Regions from separate parts of the Macaca mulatta genome. Here regions 1 and 3 are each linked to region 2. A link is a contact called in public Hi-C data. All regions are on one chromosome and are shown on one strand. The core of a region is the stretch at or near the end of the contact, and the rest is flanking DNA. Distances in the headings are between cores, read along the strand shown.

Region 1 (2,700 bases), core at 47-2,546, 250 kb after region 2:
TTTCTAGTCATTTCTGATCTACAAGTCGTGGCATTATAAATTTTAGATGCCGAAGAAAACTAAACTATTATGTCAAGGATTAAGGCTTGTGAACCCCCAAAATTTGAGACAGGTCTCAATTAATTTAGAAAGTTTATTTTGCCAATGTTAAGGAAGCACACCTGTGACACAGCCTCAGGAAGTCCAGATGACAGGTGCCCAAGGTGGTTGGGGCACAGCTTGGTTTTATACATTTTAGGGAGGCAGGAGACATCAATCAATATATGTAAGTACACTGGTTCCTTCCAGAAAGGTGGGGACAACTCGGAAGCACGAAGGGCTTCCAGGTCACAGGTAGATGAGGGAGGTAATCAGAATATGCGTCTATCTCAGTTAGCAGAGGAATGTCTGACTAGAATGGGAGGCAAGTTTTGCCCTGAGCAGTTCCCAGCTTGACTTTTTCCTTTTGTTCAGTAATGTTGGGACCCCAACATTTTCACAGGATTTAAATTTTATTACTCTTTGGTTACTACGTGCTAGCATACAAATAAATAGTACAAAACCAAGAAGGCATCCACCTTTCGGTTGTCTCTTCACGTGTAAAACAACATTTAGTGTTAAGTGTCTTCACAACTGGCGGCGCAAAGGTGAGAAACCGATACTAAAAAAGCGCGTAGAAAATCGTCACCTCACAGCCTGGGCAACACAGGGAGATCTCGTTTCTACAAAAATAATTCGCCCAGCATAGTGGTGCGCGCCTGCGGTCCCAGCTACTTGAGAGGCTGAGATGGGAGAATCGCTTGAGCTAGGGCAGCAGGAGTTCCAAGCTGCAGTGAGCTAAGAATGCGACGCTGCACTCCAGTATGGGCGACAGCGTGAGACCACAAAAACAAAAAACAAAAACCCGTTGCCCAACCAAGAAGGTGCTTTTGCACACTGTTTTAATGCTTAACGATTTCAGAATGCCAGCGTGGCGGTAGCAACTCACCAAGAAATCAACACTGGAGCTAAACCTCTCACTTCCGGAGTGCTGCAAGCGCAGAAAATATACGTCGGTACGGAGGCGGGACTTCCGCCCTGCGCGTCGTATTAGACGGAAACCGAGCGGGTCCATTCTTCGTGGGTTTGCGGACCCACCAGCAAAGGCGAACGGTGTCGCAGAGACATCTTCTGGCTGTTTCCGTCGCCTGCGTGGCCCTGTCACCCCGGTCTTCCATTAGAGGCGCAGACGTTTGGGCCTAAGCGCTGGCGAAGCGACGCCCTGCCCCTCCCCACCAACGGCCATTCTCTGGACCTGTCTTTCTTCCGGGAGGCGGTGACAGCAGCTGGGACGTGTTGCAGCCGGAGTCTCTCCCCTGTAATGCGCTCCCGTTAGTGCTTTCCCCCGCCCTGGAAAATCGTGGCTTCTGTATTATTTGCCATCTTTCCTGTGTAGGAGCAGGGAGGGCTTCCTCCCAGGGTCCTAGGCGGCGGTATAGCCCGTCGTAGAAGAATTAGAGTAGAAGTTGTTGGGTCCGCTCTGAGGACTCAGCCGCCTCATGGGGGTCCAGGGGCTCTGGAAGCTGCTGGAGTGCTCTGGGCGTCAGGTCAGCCCCGAGGCACTGGAAGGGAAGATCCTGGCTGTTGGTATCCTTAACGCCGCGTTGGGACTTGGGGTGCAGGGATTCGGGGCTGGATTCCTCGCGGGGCTCTGCCTTGGGCACAGAGTAGCATCTGCAGGATGACGGTCTTGGGTCGGGGTCGGGGTCGCTATAGAATCCCTGTCACTAGGGTTTCTAAGTACAGTCGTACCTCGGTATCCCCGGGGCTTTGGTTCCAGCCCCCCCTCCCCATACCGCGATGTTCAAGTTCCTTCAAGTCCCTTATATAATGGCGTGGTATTTGCATATAAACTATGCACTGCCTCCCGTAATCTTTTAAATCGCTTCTAGATTACTTGTAATACCGAATGCAATGTAAGTGATCTGTAAATAGTTGTTATACTGTATTTTTAAAATTTTTGTAGTTTTTATTGGTATGTTTTATTTATTTATTTTTTTCCACCGCAAATATTTTTGATCCGTGGTAGGTTGAGTGCGGAATCGGGTGATGAGGAGGGCCGCCCAGTCTGCTTTCCCCAGCTTTGCAGTCTTAGCGGCCTGTGCATCCTGGTTTGTCTCTTTGTGGCAGTGCTTTATGTTCCTTTCTGCTTTAATTCTCTCATCTGCAAAGTGGAGGTGGTGATAGTATCTACACACAGGATTGGAATGAGGAATAAATAAATTACCTAAATGAGAGAAGTTTAGCGCGAGTAATACAGTAAATCTTAAAGTTATTATCCCGTCCGGGAGGTCAGTATGGAGAGAAGAGTAGATTTCGACCATTAGTTTTGCTTGAGTCTTGCCCCATTTATGTTTCTTAGAGGAAGGGTAGTGTGGACAGGTGTTTTACCATTTTTTTAAAAATTGACTTTTTAAGGACTGTTGTTTTTGTACATGTTTGGCTGGTTTTGTTTGTCATTGGAATTAAATTCTTTTTGCATTAGCAAAACGTGATACTGTTTTTGAAATTTTGATCTTTTTCTTTGTTACGTAGTCTTTTTTTTTTTTTTTTTGAGTGTCTATTCTGGCTCAGAATCTGGTGATACCTTACACCAATTTCCTGAATGGGGATCTATGAGTCTAGGGGCTCGTGGGCTTGCGGAAAGAGTCCTGTAAATGATGGGGAGGGGATTGGGACCGG
Region 2 (2,700 bases), core at 101-2,600:
TTCTTAACTTGGTGTCCATAGACAGAATCCAAGGGGTTCAAAAACTTCTGTAGAAAAAAGATACAAACCTCTTAATTTTTTTCACATCAAGTATGAATGTAGGCAAAACCAGGGTAGCATTTGCTGTTACATTACCAATAAAAATCAGTTCATCATAGTGCAGTTTTCACTGCTATCTCCAAATAATTATATTCTTCATTGTTTTGAAGTTATGGTAGTTTATTAGCCTTGGCCCTAGCTCCTGTTATTTAATGAAAAAGAAGCACACCTGTAACTATATACCACATGTAAAGCTATTGTTATATAACAAAACTGCCTTTACTATTTTTGATAACAGCATTTAAATATAATTTATTTCTTGGGTAATCCTATATATTTCATTGTATGCATTTTAAAACACTGCTTGAGAAATAGGCCTCACCAAATTGCCAAAGGGGTCTTTGGCACAATAAAAGGCTAAGATTACCCTGGCATGAGCATAGACATAAAGATCATTAGAGGACCACTGTGCAGCTTGCAGCAACTGACAGCAGGCACTGTGAGTTTGGAAAACTACAAATTATGGCTCTATAATTGAGTGGAGAGCCGTAAAGAGCAATCAGAAACTTCAGTGTAAGAGGGGGAAAAAAAGATGTTTTTCAGAAATCCTGGAAGGTAAGGATCAGCAGATAGGAGGGGCCCATTTCAGTCTCGTGCTTTGTTACTGGCTACAAAGGCGACGGAATGGCCAACAACTCACTTCCTGTTGACTGAAACTATTGCCTGTCTCCACCCTATTGCTCCCCCTCACCACCTCACCCCCATCAAAGGCGCATAACAACACAGGGGAACCCAAAGCCTACACCCCTTAACCTGCGACCTTCCAAGTTCATGTCCGGAGCTTTCGCCGACACCGCGGGCTCCTTAGCAGCTAAGCGTGCGTGCGCCGGCTCCCTCGCCTCGGGTCAGCACCCCGGGTCTGGGGCCCCTGCAGCAGCCGCACCGAAAAGTTTCATCCACAACCTTAAGTTTGGAAACTATCGTTTGCCCAGCGAAGGGTTCCCACTATTCCTGGCTGGCGGTCTATCTCCTTGCCCGTCTCTCGGGGAGTGTTTCGGTCCGAGACACCAGGACTCTTTGCTTAGAGGCCTGCTGTTGCCTAAAACCCCAAGCGCGGGCCTCTTTAGGACCCCAGGTTCGAGATCCGAACCCTCCAGTAATAGCCTCAGACTCCGCCCCCTTCACTGCAGCCCGGGCAATACTCGGGCCTAGCTCCTGAGAGCGGCGCCGTTGGCTTACGTAGTAGTACGTGATTGGCCACCGCTCCTTGGCAGGTCGGGATTGGTGGGAGAGGGGCCGACCCCGCCCCTCGCCCCCGCCTCCGGCCCGAGGCCGCACGGGTGTCCTCGCGCTGCTAGTCCGCGCGCAGCCTGGCAGTTTGCCGCTTCCTCGTCCTCCATCCTGCGTCCATGGCCACTGCTGCGACTGAGGAGCCCTTCCCTTTTCACGGTCTCCTGCCGAAGAAGGAGACCGGAGCCGCCTCCTTCCTCTGCCGCTACCCGGAGTATGACGGGCGGGGGGTACTCATCGCCGTCCTGGACACGGGGGTGGACCCGGGGGCTCCGGGCATGCAGGTGAGGCAGCCCCCGAGAGCCCGGGCGTGGAGGCGCGGGCGGCCGGGGACGCGGGTGGGGACACAGCTTCGGAGCCCGGCATGCCAAAGCCCCGCTCTGCGGCCGAGTCCGGGCCTGGGTGGGCAGCACTGGGGTGGGCAGAGGTCAGAGCCGGGCGCTGGAGGGACCGGCGCCCGCCAAGGGTACTAACGGCGCACCGTGCCAGGGTCGCTGGGCGGGCGAGGGCCTGGACCCCAGGTTGGGCCGTGTTCCCGGCCCAACAAAAGCAGCGTGCCCGGCGCGGCTGGCTAGGGGGAGCCTGGGTCCGCCTTTGGCCCCAGGGACCCCCCTTCCTTCTCGCTTCGGCGCTGCCAGGCCGGACCCCCAGAGGCTCCTTCCCTCCACGCCGCCTTCCTCTGCAGACCCCTCGTGCCTCGGACACTGGTCCCTGCCTGACGTTTTTAAAGAGAATTTTACAGCTTTTATCATTGGGGTGGGGTGGGGACACCAGATAGGCAAGTGACATGAGAACTTAATGTTTAGGGATCGGGAGCTTTGGTTTGGGGAAGAATAGCTTGTCTTTAAGCACGAAAGCTGGGTTTCCAGAAGATAACCCAGTCCGCTTCCGGAATTGTTTCCTGTGGTAGTTTTGTGTATTCTATTTTTAAACGATCTTCTGCAGCGTATTTGCTTAGGGTCATTGAATCTTGTGGCTTAGTCTTCGTTTACATAAGGAGAATTCAGTTAGGTTTGGTTTTGGTGAGCCTCTCAGACCTTATGAAATGATGCGACTTTTTTTTTTTTTTTTTAAACCTGAAAGCATAAAACGGTGTTTAAAAATTACTTAGTTTTGCCTTAAGCAACTTTAAAATCTGTAGATTCAGGGTATCATACCAGAAGGTAGTTTTTTTTTTTTTTTAAAGTATGTTGTCTCTCGTTGAAAGCATTCTGTTTAAAGTCTGTAAAGTTTAACTTTTGTACATTTAGCCCTTTGCTGAAATCCAGTAATAAATTTCACTATTGTTCAGGATCCATCTCCCAGCATCCCTGACTAATCCTACTGTATGCTGATCTCTCGTTGATCAGCCTCGTGCTATCTTATCCTCCT
Region 3 (2,700 bases), core at 132-2,631, 180 kb after region 2:
CCCTGCCTTGGCCTCCCAAACCGTTAGGAACCCAATGCGTTTGCCACCTCCCGGTCTGCTTTAGTATTTTTCAGACTTCACGATGCACAGTGTGTTCTTCACGGCTGGTGCACACATGCTGCTTTTCTTCAGAAACACGGAAAATGCCCCATAATACAATCCCCAAGCAATCTGCTCTAGGTCGTCTGGGTGTGTTTTTTTGAGACAGAATCTTGCTCTGTCCGCCAGGCTGGAGTGCAGTGGCGCAATCTCGGCGAACTGCAACCTCCGCCTCCTGGGTTCAAGCGATTCTCCAGCCTCAGCCTCCTGAGTAGCTGGGATTACAGATGGGCGCCACCACGCCCGGCTAATTTTTGTATTTTTAGTAGAGACAGGGTTTCCCCATGTTGGCCAGGCTGGTTTTGAACTCCTGACCTCAGGTGATCCACCCGCCTCGGCCTCCCATCGTGTTGGGATTACAGGCGTGAGCCACCGCGCCGGGCCACTGTCGTCTGGGTTTTCATCTCTGGCTTTAAGTTCAGAGAGGGCAGGGCTTCAAGACTGGCCCGGCCTCAGTGCCCTCAATGGCGATGGTGAAGATGACCGGCTAGAGGTGCTGCGCCCACGAAACGCCAGTGGTAGTGGCGTCCCGAGCGCCGGCTCCACGGGCTGGGCGGTCGGCGGAGTTCTAGGACAACTCCTACTCAAAGGGCTGGGCGATCACCTCCAACGCTACAGCCCCTTCAACTTTCAGTTACAAACGTTCGTGCCCTGTTACGTCCACAGCATTACGTTGGCTGTCGTGGGGCAAACAAAAACGTTGAGTCCGAGTCTTACAGCGGGTCGGGTCAACAACCGCAGCAAACATGGAGAGAAAATTCAAAGTGGGTCTCACGGGCGTGCGGGGCTCGGCGGCGCTCGGGCACGGGATCCGTTCCCTCCGCAAATGCGCGCTGCCGGGGCTGCCCCGCCGGCCGCCCCGGACGACCCCTCTCAACTCGGAGGATGCTTCGAGCCAGTCACCCGGGACTGGCTGACGCGGTCCAGGTTAGCCCCGTCCGGCTCTCCCTGTCCGTACCAACCCCACACTCCGCCCTCCTACCCGGCAAAGCCGACGAAGCCCCCACCGGCTGGTGCCCGCGGGCACCGAACTTAACGGAACGCCTCCCGGCTCGGACCAACCGCGCCTGAGGAGCGACGCCCGCGAGCCTCAAACGCCTCAGGCGGGCCTGCCGGGTGCTCTCCCCGTCTCGTCTCCCAGGAAGCCGCCCCTCAGACGGCGGCGCCAACCGCCACCGCCGCACTTACCCGGGAAGGCAAAAGTGGCCGCGGGCACCCAACCGCTGTCACTCCCTTCAGGGAGCTGACTAGCGCGCTCGAAGCGACCGCCTCGCCTGCCCCGCCACAGTGATCGGCTACGACGCACGCGCGCGCAGGCCACGCCCCCGGGTGCGCGGGCCGGGCCGCAGAGCACGTCGGGAGCGTGAGTCTCCCAGCCCGCCACATCCTGGGGCGGTACGCGCGGAGAGGCCGAGCCGGGGGAAGGCGCCAGGGTGGCCGCCGCCTCAGCAGCACTCGGACGGCTGGAAAGTCAGCCCCAGTTTCCGCCTCCCCCAGGATTGCTCCACTCGGAGCTTTTCCTCATCCCAGCCACCACTCCATTCCGAGGCGCCATCAGCTCTGACCAGTCTCTTCCTCACATCCATTGTCAATTCGTTAGTCCCGTTAGGGTCAAACGCTTACGGAATCCAACCGCTTCGCACACTTCTACATGGGGTCAAGCCTCCTGTTATCTTTGCGGGGATGACTGTAACGGGATAACGGTCGCTTCGTACCATCTTGCCCCCGCCTGGGCCTTGTCGGCGACGCCGCAGCCACGTGGATGCTGTGGAAGCCTACCCGCGCCCCCCTACCCCGCCAGATCTTCCAAACGCTCCGCGCTCATCGCCAAAGCCAGCGGCCGGCAGTGGCCTAGGCTGTTGCACGCGATGGGTCCCCCACATCTCCCCTCTCTATCTCCTTTCCCTGGAGATAGCAAACATGGAGAGAAAATTCAAAGTGGGTCAGCCTCTGCTATCCTCACCATCACCCACCAGGCACGAACCCACGACGACGGGCTTTTGTCGTGGCTTCTCCCTCCCAGCGTGGGCCGTGTCTTCTCGGGGTCGGCAGGGTGCGTGGTTTTCACAGCGAGGCCTCTCCTGATCGCCTCCTCGCTCTTCCTGTTCTTCCCTGGTCACCTCACGAGCTATGGATGTGTCTGTCTCCTCACTGCACTATAAGCTCCCAGGTGAAAACAGGGTTGCTTTTTGTAAATTTTTGTTTTCATTGAGAACCTCCTGTGTGTGAATAATGCTCAGAAAAAAATATATATATATTAAATGAATGACTCTTCCCCAAGCCCAGTGCAGCTGGCACCTGCCCTCTTTTCTGTCACGGTACGTACAAGGAAATACATTCCACAAAACCACATAGTCACTGTCATTTATCACAAGTGTTTTCCCAAATTACAAAGTCTTAATACTTCCTTGTCTCCTAAGTTTTTAGCTGTGTTTTTTAAAAAAGTTTCTTTACATGCCATAAAATTCACTCATTTGAAGTACACCATTCAATGATTTTCAGTAATTTTAAAACCATTTGCAACCATCACTATAATTTAAGAACATTTCCATTATCCCCCCGAAAAGTATGTGCACTGTTACAGTTGAGGTAGGAGATCAG

What was found. A called contact is a pair of places that touch in the nucleus more often than the background predicts.
Region 1: a Hi-C map of liver shows a contact between it and region 2, with 4 times the contacts expected there. The contact joins the promoter of ERCC5 here to the promoter of TPP2 in region 2. A contact is called at or near these places in 6 of 14 Hi-C or Micro-C datasets (CD4 T cells, blood, cortical neurons and 3 more).
Region 3: a Hi-C map of fetal cortex germinal zone shows a contact between it and region 2, with 2.2 times the contacts expected there. The contact joins the promoter of TEX30 here to the promoter of TPP2 in region 2. A contact is called at or near these places in 3 of 14 Hi-C or Micro-C datasets (cortical neurons, fetal cortex germinal zone and fetal cortical plate).

What each region holds. Positions count from the first base shown.
Region 1 is chr17:97,469,601-97,472,300 of T2T-MMU8v2.0, forward strand. ERCC5 (ERCC excision repair 5, endonuclease) reads left to right here and starts at 1,297. Exons shown (of 15, transcript XM_001096257.5): 1 at 1,297-1,605. The coding sequence starts at 1,518. LOC144336180 (a long non-coding RNA gene) reads right to left here and starts at 1,030. Exons shown (of 2, transcript XR_013407720.1): 1 at 968-1,030.
Region 2 is chr17:97,218,181-97,220,880 of T2T-MMU8v2.0, forward strand. TPP2 (tripeptidyl peptidase 2) reads left to right here and starts at 1,351. Exons shown (of 29, transcript XR_003724179.2): 1 at 1,351-1,613.
Region 3 is chr17:97,400,346-97,403,045 of T2T-MMU8v2.0, forward strand. TEX30 (testis expressed 30) reads right to left here and starts at 1,382. Exons shown (of 6, transcript NM_001266631.1): 1 at 1,288-1,382.